Regions from separate parts of the Sus scrofa genome. Here region 2 is linked to region 1. A link is a contact called in public Hi-C data. All regions are on one chromosome and are shown on one strand. Each heading gives the region's core, a stretch centred on a gene start, on an enhancer-like site or on the middle of the called end of the contact. The rest is flanking DNA. Distances are from core to core; before and after follow the strand shown. Region 1 overlaps C1H18orf63. Region 2 has its middle 34 kb from the start of TIMM21.

What was found. A called contact is a pair of places that touch in the nucleus more often than the background predicts.
Region 2: a Hi-C map of omental adipose tissue shows a contact between it and region 1, with 3 times the contacts expected there. The contact joins two enhancer-like sites. A contact is called at or near these places in 3 of 47 Hi-C or Micro-C datasets (embryonic fibroblasts, liver and omental adipose tissue).

Annotation. Positions count from the first base shown.
Region 1 is chr1:149,710,237-149,716,529 of Sscrofa11.1, reverse strand. C1H18orf63 reads left to right here. Exons shown (of 15, transcript XM_013993265.2): 5 at 1-47. Among named protein-coding and RNA genes, the nearest start is that of C1H18orf63, 12 kb to the left of the region's middle. Within about 2 kb of position 4,574, at least 2 of the 83 cell types and tissues checked have an H3K27ac peak or open chromatin away from gene starts, as enhancers often do. A contact at or near this core is called in omental adipose tissue, where this site is marked.
Region 2 is chr1:149,818,875-149,825,423 of Sscrofa11.1, reverse strand. No RefSeq gene overlaps it. Among named protein-coding and RNA genes, the nearest start is that of TIMM21, 34 kb to the left of the region's middle. Within about 2 kb of position 3,808, at least 19 of the 83 cell types and tissues checked have an H3K27ac peak or open chromatin away from gene starts, as enhancers often do. A contact at or near this core is called in omental adipose tissue, where this site is marked.

The DNA.
Region 1 (6,293 bases), core at 3,325-5,824:
ATCAAGCTGGAAAACTTAATGCCTGTATTGAAAAATATGGAGCTAAGGTAAGTTTTTAAAAGAATAATAATTCTAGATATTGTTTATATTGATTTTGTATTCAACTTCTTTTGTTAGTAAACAAAATTTTAGTATCTTTCTCCTAAGTTATTACTGTGCTTGTGAAAGAACCCAACATTTTTTTCCCCAGAACAATTATTTTGTGCATATTTAGTAGAGAAAGAGGGAAAGAAGCTTAATTTTGCTGGGTACTTTCTTGTGGACACTTTATGTGGCATAATTTCATTTACTGTTTATATCTTTTAAGAAGTGAATATCCTCATTTTTACAGATGAAGAAAATGGAACCCAGAGAGGGAAAATATTGTCCATAATCATATAGTGAATAAGTGGAGGAACAAAACAGCAAGGATTGTATTCCCCATGGTGATGAATGCCTGAGTCTTAGCAAAGAAAATAATGAATACTTGAAGTTGTCTCATTTCTCAGTTACTCAGGCTATGGAGACTTTGCTGGAGCTCTCTTCATGTCTCTGCATGGATCTCTGAGACACTGTATTCTTAGTTATTTTAGCAGGCCATCCAGGCATCACTGATAGCCTCTGTTCCTGATCTGGTGGGATTTGAGATTATGAATTTTTTGGTCATCTCCAAGATACTTTCTTTAAGTTCTCGGAGGATGATAAGGCCTCAGTAATACCTGGAGATGGCTTTGCAGTTCACTGAGAAATTTTTGCATAACCTGAAAGTCGTTTTTTGCCATCATTCACAATCTGAAGGGAAGTAGTATTCTGTAGACTCAGTGAGGGAGGATTTTAGTTGAATCTTTTTGCTCAGACAAGCCTTTGGTCATCTAAGGAATCTGCTTATCTTCAAAAGGTCATTTATGAACTATGAGAACCAAATTTACAGTATGTCATTCACCCAAAACTAGAACCTAGGTCTTCTAGAGATCCCTACAAAATTCTGTTCTTTATTGTGGGAAGTAGCTCATGGTTTAGTGGAGATGCCTTTGCTGTCTTACTAGTCTGCTCTTGGAGAATTTAATCTTTGTATTAATATATTAAAGGTCACAGTCATACTGTTTTTTGACAAATCTTTTATAAAAAGATTAGATACGGTATGATTTTAGAGAAGAATTATAAAGATCAATACAGTTATTTTCTGAGCATGAGAATAGATAACATTTTAATATTGAATTAAAGGATATTTGTACCAAGTACTATCATTTTATGTATCTTAAGATTATAAGAAAAAATAAAAATAAACATGTCACTCAGAGTCCTTATACAATAAAAACACTTTTTGATATATTTTCATCTAGCCTTTTAATTCACACCTTGACTTTTTTTTTTTTCTTTCTAGACTTAAGTTTTATTTGGGGCAAATGAGGACTATAGCCCAGGAAGCGGCATTTCAGATAGTTCTGAAATACTGCTCCAAAGAGGCGTGCGCGGGGGTGGGAGAATGTCAGTGTATACAAGATTTTGATGGAAGGGGAGGTTCATGCAACCACGCACACATTTTACGGAAGTTGCTGCTAGTCTAGTGAAGGCTACTGCTAGCAATAAGGAACAGACATCACCGTGAAGGATTTTAAGTGTTTTTGTGGATATGAGGAAATGCAAGAATTGGGCTCATAAAATCTTCTCCTGAAAATATCTAACAAATCTGAAGACCTGTCAGTTTTCCCAGAGCACACAGTGCCTCACTCCTGATCTCCACCCTGAGCTCCTCTCAGGGGGTGTTGAGAGTTGGCAGCTGCAGTAGCTCATGATTCAGTCCATGTAAAGGCAGATGGCAGGTGCTCATCTCCAGTTCACAGAGTCAACTGTTAAAATATTTAGGAGAGGTGATTTCAGCATGTAAACACAGAGGTGGACCAAACAGAACCCCGAGGTTGGTGGGGAGGGGATTGGATGAGAACGCCTCCTAGTTCATCACAGCAGACAGCCCAGAGCCCTCCAGGTTCAGTGTGTTCCTGGGGACTTAGAGGCTATCTGTCCTCCCCAAGCACACCTCAAGGGTCAGACTACTGTGCAGAATGTTTAGGAGTTCAGGTCGCTTGTACCTGTTCCCCACTTGCCCAAACAGGTGAAGATTGGAAGCTGCATATCTCCTTGCTCTCTTCTCCTCCTCTTTTACCTTAGAGCCACATCCTGACATAACTGATTTTCTCCCTGCAAGAGAAGGGTTCTGGTGTCTGCCCCCCTTGTGGCTGAAGTAGGTATGGGGGCTTGCTGTAGGCTTCCTGATGGGAGGGACTGATGCTTGCCCACTGGTAGGTGGAGCTGATTCTAAACCCTCTGGTGGGTGAGGCTTTGTCTCTGGTTGGGATTAGAGGCAGCTGTGTGCCTGAGGGGTCTTTAGGTAGCCTGTTTACTGAGGGGCAGGGCTGTGATCCCACCAGGATTGTTGTTTGGCCTGGGGCTTCTCAGCACTGACTGACAGGCGGGGCCAGATTTTCCCAAAAGGGCCACCTCCAGAGAAAGGCAGGGCTGCTGAATATTCCCAAGAGCTTTGCCTTCAGTGTCCTTCCCTCACAACAAGCCACATTCACCCCTGTTTTCCCAGGAGGTCCTCCAAGAACTGCAGTCAGGTTTGACCCAGATTCCTATGGAGACTTTGCTCTGCCCTGGGACCCAGTGCACGTGAAAGTCTGTGTGTGCCTTTTAAGAATGGAGTCTCCATTTCCCCCAGTCCTGTGGAGCTCCTGCACACAACCCCCACTGGCCTTCAATGCCAGATGCTCTTTCTCCCAGTGCCAGATCCCCACATGTGGGAGTTTGATGAGGGGCTCAGAACTCTCACTTCTGTAGGTGAGTCTCTGTAAACCAGTTAGTTTCCAGTCTGTGGAGCTCCCACCCAGTAGGTATGGGTTTGTTTATATCGTGTAATTGCCCCTCCTACCTCTTGATGTGCCCTCCTCTTTTTCTTCTGGAGTAGGGTATCTTTTTTAAGGTTTCTGGTCCATTTGGTTGAAGATTGCTCAGACTTTAGTTGTGAATCTTGTTGTTTTTAGGAGAGAGGTTGAGCTCCCATCCAGAGACAAAGCCCCACCCACCAGAGGGTTTAGAATCAGCTCCACCTACCAGTGGGCAGGCATCAGTCCCTCCCATCAGGAAGCCTACAGCAATTTTGTTGTTGTTGTTGTTGTTTTGTTCCCCATCTTAATCCCATCTCCTAATTCACACCTTGACTTTATCCCTTCAAACTGTTCCATGTCCAAAATGTTTAAAATCTTTTTGTTTATAATCTTGGCAATTTTCCATGTATCCCAGTTCCTCATTCCTACTAAGTAAATATGTTTTGTGCCCTTCACCAGACCTCCAGATCCTGAATTCCTTGTTATTCCTGAGCTTTGTTCCAGCAGGACCTGCTTCCCAACTCTTGTCGAGGCTTCACAATTATGCTCAATATTTCTTTATAGGGATACTTCCTTCATGAAAAGTAAAAGTATCTAATCACAGCAGCTATTTTTTGAACATCTATAATATACTGAGCACTTTATTTCTGCAGATAAAGCTATGAAGCAGACATAAACTCCCTGCCCTCAGTAATCTTAAAGTAGGAATAATTCCCTTGTTTTTATTTTTATTTTTCTGGAGTTAATAAAGAGTTTTTATTATTTCTTCCTTAAATGTTTGGTAAATTCACCAATCAAGTTATCTAGGTCTGGAGTTCTTGTCTGATTGTTTTTTTGTTTTTTGGGGGGTTTTTTTTGTCTTTTTTGCTATTTCTTGGACCGCCCCTGCGGCATATGGAGGTTCCCAGGCTAGGGGTCGAATCGGAGCCATAGCCACCAGCCTACGCCAGAGCCACAGCAACGCGGGATCCGAGCGAGTCTGCAACCTACACCACAGCTCATGGCAACGCCGGATCATTAACCCACTGAGCAAGGGCAGGGACCGAACCTGCAACCTCATGGTTCCTAGTCAGATTCGTTAACCACTGCGCCACGACGGGAACTCCTGTCTGATTGTTTTTAACTGTTTTTAACTATAATTGCAATTTCTTTAGTAGATAATAAAACTATTCAAGTTATCTATGTCAAGAAATATATACATTTTATCTAAGTTGGAAAACTTGTTGATGTAAAGTTACTTCTGTTTATTTATTTATCTCTCTTTTTAGGGTTGTACCTATGGCATATGGAGGTTCCCAGGCTATGTGTAGAATCGGAGCTGTAGCCACTGGCCTATACTGCAGCCATAGCAACACCAGCTCCAAGCCACGTATGTGACCTACACACAGCTCACAGCAACCCTGGATCCTTAACCTACTAAGCAAGGTCAGGGGTTGAACCTGTATCCTCATGGGTGCTAGTCAGATTCATTTCTGCGGAGCCACAATGGGAACTCCAACATAAGATTACTTCTAATATCCCCTTATTTTCCTCTGCCATAAAATCTGTAGTGATGTCACCTCTCTCATTCCTGATATTGGTAATGTGTGTCCTGTTTTTTTCTTTGTTTGTTTGTTTTTGCCTCCCTGATCAGTCTTGCTGGAGGCTTACAATCTTACTGATCTCAAAGAACAAGCTTTTGGTTTCCTTGATTTTTCTTTGTTGTTTCACTATTCTGGTTCCTGTTTGTTTGGGGTTTTTTGCTGTTGTTGTTGTTTTGTATTTTTAGGGCCGCACCCATGGCATATGGAAGTTCCCAGCCTAGGGGGTCCAATGGGAGATACAGCTGCCAGCCTACACCAGAGCCACAGCAACACCAGATCCAAGCTGCATCTGTCACCTACACCACAGCTCACGGCAATGCCAGATCCTTAACCCACTGAACAAGGTCAGGAATCAGACCCTCAACCTCATGGTTCCTAGTCAGATTCATTTCTGCTGCACCACAATGGGAACTCCTGTTTCACTACTCTGTATCTTACTGATTTTCATTTCCGTCTTTATTCTTTCCTGTGGTTATTTTGGGTTTAGTTTGCTCTTCTTTTTCTAGTTTCTTAAGGTAAAAGCTGAGGTCATCAATTTGAGATCTTTCTTCTTTTCTAATATAGAGAAATTTAGTACTATAAACTTTCTCCTGAATACATGCTTTGATTTTCCTCTATTAATAATTTCTTTTTCTTTCTTTCTTTTTTTTTTTTTAGGGCTGCACTCATGGCATATGGAAATTCCCAGGCTAGGAGTCGAATTGGAGCTATAGCTGCCAGCCTACACCACAGCCACAAGCCACACCAGATCTGAGTCGAGTCTGCAACCTATACCACAGCTCACAGCAACACCAGATCCTTAACCCACTGAGCAAGGACAGGGATTGAACCCACAAGCTTATGGTTCCTAGTCGGATTTGTTTCCACTCTGCCACAACGGGAATTCCTGTTAATACCTTCTAATTCCCCATTGATCTATGGGTTAGTTAGAAATAGTTAGGGTTAGGTTTAGGGTTTCCACATATTTGGGGATTTTCTAGGGGTCTCTCTGTTATTTCTAATTTAATTGTACCTAAAGAACATGTTTTACACAACTTGAAACTTTATATTTTTATTTTTTGTGTTTTTAAATGTTTTTATTATAGTTGATTTACAGTGTTCTGTCAGTTTCTACTGTATAGCAAAGTGACCCAGTCATAGATATATATACATTCCTTTTCTCATGTTCTATCATTTTCTATTCCAAGTGATGGATATAGTTCCCCATGCTATACAGCAGGACATCATTGCTTATCCATTCTAAATGTAATAGTTTGCATCTACTAATCCCAGACTCCTCAGTCCATCCTACTCCCTCCCCGTCTTGGCAACTATAAGTCTTTTCTTCATGTCTATGAGTCTATTTCTGTTCTGTGGATAGGTTCATCTGTGCCATATTTTAGATCCCGCATATAAATAATATCATATGGTATTTATCTTTCTTTTTAAATTTACTAAGATTTGTTTTATGGCCCAGAATATGGTCTATCTTAGTAAATGTTCCTTGGCCACTTGAACAGAATGTGTATTCTGTTGTTTTTGTGTCAAGTAGTCTATAAATGTTAATTTAGTCATATATGTTGTTAAGCTACTATATTCCCATTTATTGATAAAACATGGCACAGAATTTGCCCCTGACTTTAGCTAAAATAATCAGTGACACCATATTTGCCTAGAAGGAATCTAGGTCACCAGTCAGGATGGTTATAGATGATAAAATTACCCCAGACTTCCTCTTTGCATGCCAAGGCTGGGTAGTGCTAATACATCCTGCTGTATCTGGGTTAATGCCTCAGACTAAGGGGAAAGTCAATACAGAATCTAGGAGAAAGTCATTTGGCTTTCTAACATAGATCTTGATAGTTTA
Region 2 (6,549 bases), core at 2,559-5,058, 110 kb before region 1:
GGCTGAATATTTGGAAAATGCTTTCTTCCAAAAAGATTTGGAAAAGACGTATAAATATTGATGCCATAGGAGTGGCTAAGACTATTAATGGAACTGGTAGAATGAAAAGAGAAAAAAAAATTTTTTTTTTTAAAAAAGGACAAAGTGCTATAAATAGTTAGCATGAGATACTTGATGACTTGGGGCTTCTCTCTGGATTCAAGAAATACCTGCTTGCACTGCCCGAGGGTAAGTAGGTTTCTGTCCAAAGTAGATAGTCTGGCACTACCTGTCTCACAGCTATAACTATTTGGCTCTTATTTTATCAGTGTCCTTTAACTCTTACAGTCGTTCTCACTCCCCACCTCAAAACAGACAGGAGGAAATCAATATCAAGTTATTTAGCATCACTGTACAAGCCCTTTAAGAGTGACTAATTGAAATACAGTCCAATCAAGCAAAAAGGTAAAACCGTGTCCATAAGATAAGCCATATTCCATCTGCATCTGGAACAGCCCTCCTAACAATCCTGGGACTTGGACAATCATTCCATTTATGGTGACCTACTGGTAAACTTTGAAATTATACGTAGGTGGTTTTTAAAAAGAAATATATGTCTGATTGCTGCTCTCACATTGCTCCCCTTTGTGTGTGCACATGTGCATACGTGTGTGTGTGTGTGTGTGCATGTGTGTGTTTGTGTTTCCATCTTGTTCACTGAGAACTCTGGCAGACAACATTGATGCCTGCCCACAAACCCCACACTCACCAGTGTGGTGTCATCGCCTTGTATTACCTGCCAGCACCTGTAGATGTTGGCAAACCATGACAACACCCCAACCTCCACCATTCGGAAAGGATTCATTTTCTATGGTTGCCATAACAAATTTCCACAAACCTAATGACTTAAAACAGCACAGATCTATTATCTGACATTCTGTGGGTCATCAGTCCAACATGGTTCTTACCTGGTGAACATCAGGTGTCAGCAGGGCCATGATCCTTCCTGTGGGCTCTAGGGAGAAGCTGTTCTCTTGCTCATTTGATTGTAGGCAAATTCAATTCCTTGAGGTTGTAGGACGAAAGTCACTCTTTTTTACTGCTTGTCATTGGGAGCCATTCCCAGCTTAGTCTAGGGGCCTCTCCCATCCCATGACTGACTCCTGGTCCCCATCCTCCGTCTTCAAATTCAGCATTAATGGAGTGGGCCTCATCCCTCTCTCACCCCAATCTCTCCTCTGTCCCACCCAGCCTGCAAGGATTCTTCACGCTTAAGTTCCCACCTGATGAGCTTCGCCCAATGTCATGCGGCTAGTAAGTAGCAGCATCTGGTGAAACCCAGGTGTCTCAGCTTCAGAGGTGGGCCCTCAGCCACTCGAAGACATTGCTTCTTAACAAAAGCCAGCAATGAGAAAGCAGTGCCTAGCCGAGCCGCACTGGAGGCTGACAGGGAAAGAAAAATCAGTTCTACTGTCCCTGTCTTTACCTAACACATTGACATTTTATTTGTCATGGGTATTTTGCATTAATTTTGAGTTTCAAAATATTTCATTAAAATGTTATCTTGATTACTGCGTTTGTGGCACACATATCCCCAAAAGTGTGTGCTGTAGGTAAGGGCCTCCCCCTCCTCACCTCCTCCCTGGGCCCTAAGGGAAAGGAACACACTGCTGATTGCCCTTTGTGAACACAAGTACACTGACAGCTTTCCCAGATCCAGAATGATTAACCGCTTAAAAAGAGCAATTTCACATAATGGAAATTGGGAAATGGAAACAAAGCTGTCCGTCTATAATATTCTGAAACATACAGCGCAATGACTGTTACCCTTATCTTTCCAGTCGGCCCAGCGCAGACGTGAGAAAAGCAGGTAGAGAAGACAGGACTCACTTCCCTCTGTATTGGGCTGTGTTTAACTTTCAGGAAGTGGCACCAATATGCTCAGAATTCTATTTGCTCAAAAGAGGTTACTCTAGCTTTTGCTTCCCAGGCACCTAAGACTTTAGGGTCTTTGTTTCTTAGTTTTTTAAACAGAGGGAGGGTAACAGGGAGTCCCATAAAAGGCCAAGCTCCTGTTGAAGTAGATCACACCTTTGCTGCTGGAAAATTTTGGCTTCCTGGGTTCTGTTCTGCCCCACTTCTCTCTGATCAGTCATCTTAAGGGAGGTTTCCTGAGACCAGAACGGATGCTTTGACCCTTTGCGGCCACCAGAGGGCCACGGACACCCGCTAAAATGAATTTCAGTTCATGAAATTCAGTAAATTGGTACTTAACCCTATAAAGGCATTCTGTTAAGGCAATTGTTTCTTTACATAGTCTTTTAAAGATTTGGTCTCTTTAGTATTCATTCTATATATAGTATTCATTTCAATCGCAAGATCCCCTAGGAAATCCAATTAAATTTAAAGTACAAAGTTATTCACACAGCTTCCATGAATTCAGCAGATATTTAAACGCTGCAGCGTGTATTCTGTAAAAGTCTGTGCTGGACATTGAGGCCACTAAGCTGAGCAAGAGTTAATCCTTGTCTTCAAGAATAGATGAGGAGTTCCCGTCGTGGTGCAGTGGTTAACGAATCCGACTAGGAACCATGAGGTTGTGGGTTCGATCCCTGCCCTTGCTCAGTGGGTTGACGATCCGGCGTTGCCGTGAGCTGTGGTGTAGGTTGCAGACGCGGCTCGGATCCCACGTTGCTGTGGCTCTGGCATAGGCCGGTGGCTACATCTCCCATTCGACCCCTAGCCTGGGAACCTCCATAGCCGCTGGAGCAGCCCAAGAAATAGCAAAAAGACAAAAAAAAAAAAAAGAATAGATGAGGAGTTCCCATCGTGGCACAGCGGAAACGAATCCTACTAGGAACCATGAGGTTGCGGGTTCGATCCCTGGCTTTGCTCCGGGGGTTAAGGATCCGGCATTGCCTACACCTCCAGTGTAGGTCACAGATGCGTCTCCGATATGGCGTGGCTGTGGCTGTGGTGTAGGCCGGCAGCTGTAGCTCCAATTGGACCCCTAGCCTGGGAACCTCTATATGCCCCAGTGTGGCCCTAAGAAGCCAAAAAAAGAAAAGAAAAGAAAAGGAAAGAAAGAGAGAGAGAGAGAGAGAAAGAAGAGATGACTTAGAATAGTAAGAAAGAAAGAAAGAAAGAAAGAAAAGAAAGAAAGAAAGAAAGAAAGAAGAAAGAAATAGATGACTTAGAATAGTAAAAAATTCACAGTGGGAGTGTGAACTATGACCCGATATAAAACAGCAGGCCATTTCTTGTTCGGAGTGAGGCAACCTGTACACTATTGTTGTGTTTATTACTTGAGAGTTAGGGGTGATTTTCTTGTGTTTATTGCTTGAGAGTTAGGGATTCCAAAATCACCCCCACACTCTCTCAAGAGATTTGTTCACCATTGGAATTTATTACAGAAAACAAACAAATGAAAAACCAGGGTCATCCCAAGACCTGACCGCACTAGAGAGCTAAAGGAACCTATCAAACACTGTAAGAAACTTCACTTTGTGAAACCCTTTAAAAGTTATTTTTAATTTTAGAAAAGGCAAAAACAAAATATATTTTCTCCAAAAGCCATGCCATGTAGTCTGACGGGGACCCTCCCTCTGCTCCTGCTTTAAGAAGCCAGAGGGATCCGGTCAGGCTGGTGTCATGGTATGTGTCCTGTGTGGTGAAGGAGACATGTCTTCTCTTCTCTTTGGCACAACAAGGAGGTGACAGAATCATTAAATGAAATGTTTGCTAGTCCAAAAGTCAGGATGCTGCCCTTCGTCCCCCTGCCCTGGGCCCCAAGCCAGCTCAGATCAGAGAGCAGACATGGGACTTCTGAGCCCAGAGGCCTTGGTTCAGCCGCTCTGACCTGGGAGCTCCCAGGACAGTAAACCCAGGGCAGAGTCACCTGGGTGCAGAGACCCATCTGGAAAACCACATCTGACCGATTGTGGCTCAATTGGTCAGAGCAGTGGGGGTACCTCCCCCAACTCCCAATCCTGGGCCAATGAGGGTTTGTAGGCAGAGGGAGAGAAGAGCAGTGGAAACACTGACAAAGCCATACAGGGGACACACAGCTGGGGTGAGAGACACACAGCTGGGGCAGGGGTCCTCCAGAACTGGTGGTTCAGGCTCCTGGAGAGATCTTCCTGGGGTAGCAGTTGCGGCTAAGTCTCCAGGCAGGAAGCACGTGACCAGAATAGGAGGTATTTGCGGACACTAAGCACAAGAGGGACCTAAGGTGAGAAAGGACAGGACACACTGACTGAGGGCACCCCAAAGGAAGGCCAGCGTGAGGACACAGTCCAGCTCTGTGAGCCACCTCTGGGCCTGGGGAGCAGGGCCTGGGGATACGTTCACTTAGATAAGCAGGCAGCTCCAGAGCTCAGATAGCAGTGGTGCACAAGCTGCAGACACAAAGGGCCACCTCCCCCACCCCACCCTGAACTCAGCGCAGCTGTGGGGCCCAGAGGCCTGGGGGTTGGGCTGTGGCCTGGGGGTTGGGCTGTGGCCCAGGTGGCTCAGCTGAGGGAGCTGACCTGGCCACAGTGACTGGCTCGGCCTGGCAGGAAGTGGATGCTAGAGACCTGCAAACACCACTGTAGGTGCTTAGATGGAGCCGGAGAGTCTACCCGAGTGGAGAGTGTGGACAGAAGGGAGGCCCAGGTGCCATATGTTGTGTGTGGGTGGGCAGGAAAGGGTCTCTCTGGCCATGACACAGAGGATGAGCTGAAACTGGAAGCTCCTTAAAGGTGAGATCCACATGTTGTCATTTTTGTGTCCCTTGTACACAGCTGCATAAAGGGGAAACGTGAGGCCGCCCTTCCAGCTGGGTCAGGAGGAGGCAGTGGACACAGCAGCAAAGGTCCAGGAGAATGGCAGGGGCTCGGCTGGGGCCATCGTGGAGATTTGCCACCAAGAGAGGATGAGTTCGAGGAGTACAATCAACAGGATCTGGTTTCTGAATGGCCAGGAGGGTTGAGGTGGAAATGTCAGCAGACCTTTGAACTCAGATAACACGCAGGTTGCCAAAGAGGAGTCTGGAGAACATCAAAGGCGAGGGGTTGGGAAAAGGCAATGTGAAGTAATACAAAGTCTGAGAATAATAAATGTAAGTGCACATCCAATGTGGGTCCTAACAGTTATAGATAATAACTGCAATCAGGGCACACTTCCCACACTTAGGGACTTGAGCTGATGAATGCACAGGAATGACCAGCAAGTGACACATAAACTATGCTTCTGGCATACTTGAGGGCACTTGAAAGCATTCTAGCCATGGCTTCAGTGTTTAGAAACACAGTTGAAATTGTATTTATATCACTAGCCTGTTCTGTTGACACAGAGAAACTTCTCCTGAAGAAAGCTCAGCTTAGCTCGCCCACGTGAACAAGTTCATGAAGCCTGAGGATGACTGTCTAACATTTGATGGGCATGTTAATGAAGAAAATGCTCAGGGCTGCCAGAGGGTAAAACCTCAGTGATGGAGCTAGAGGTCCAAGAGATAAGAGAGAGATTTTTAGATGCTGCATTCCAAGGTTAAACATAGTATCCTTCTGCCTCTAAAAATGGGCTCTTTGTTCCTGGGATTATGTTTTCTTTAGTTTTGAATTTCATCTATTTCTTCTGCAGTTTGGTGCTTATCTAGTCCAAAGGAAAGGCTTGTAATCTGTAAATATTACAATTAGAAAGTACAGAGTAGAAATGGAAAAGCCTTATGCCAATGTGGGGGACCTTTCAGAAGCATTTGTGTCAGTGAGGCAAAGAACTTACTGAACTGGCAAGAGGACCAGAGCTTTCACTTGCCAAGTGTTTCCATAGTCCCCTCCACAACAGACACAGAGCTAATGCACACACACTGATTTGAGAGCTATGGGCCCACTGACCACTGTCCTCTCTAAAATCCCAACACCCTAGGAAGGTGGGATGCCTCATGGCTGTGCTGGTCTGGCCTTTCTTAAGATGTTCCCCCCAGCTGTCTGAGGGGAGGTTTTCATTGCCTGCGGAGAGGAGCAGAAGCAGAAACGAGATGGCAAGCTAGATGGGCTATCAGAGAACCCAGAGAGCTATAGAAACTCTAAAAACTCATTTGTAATTATTTTACCTTGGATGATGAGGAAAAGCAGGCAGATGTCACCTTGGATGTTGGGAAGCTTCCTGCAGAAGGAGCCTCACGGTGGTTGAAAGTGTGCTTGTTAACAGAGATTGGAATAAGTTCCTCAGTCTCTTGGTGGCTCTGTTTCCTCATCTGTAAACCAGGGATGTTTGCAGCCTCCTCTTCAAAACTTTCCCAGGAAGAAAGCAACGAGGGAGCAGAACTCAGAACATTCTGGGCTCCGCAAGTATCAACCAACAATCATTATTATTATTCTTCCTGGAAAGCAAAGTAAGAGTCGTACAGTCATGCGTGGTGTGCAACAGTCAGCATAGTGAGGTAAGAAAGCCTGTCTCACTATAATCATCTTATTTCACAACAATCATGCACTGTGCTAACAGCACTCAGGCTCTCTCACTCCCTCAACCAGTCTTGAAGGAGATAAGCCCCTGCGATGAGAGGAAGAGATGGGAGAGAAGCAGATT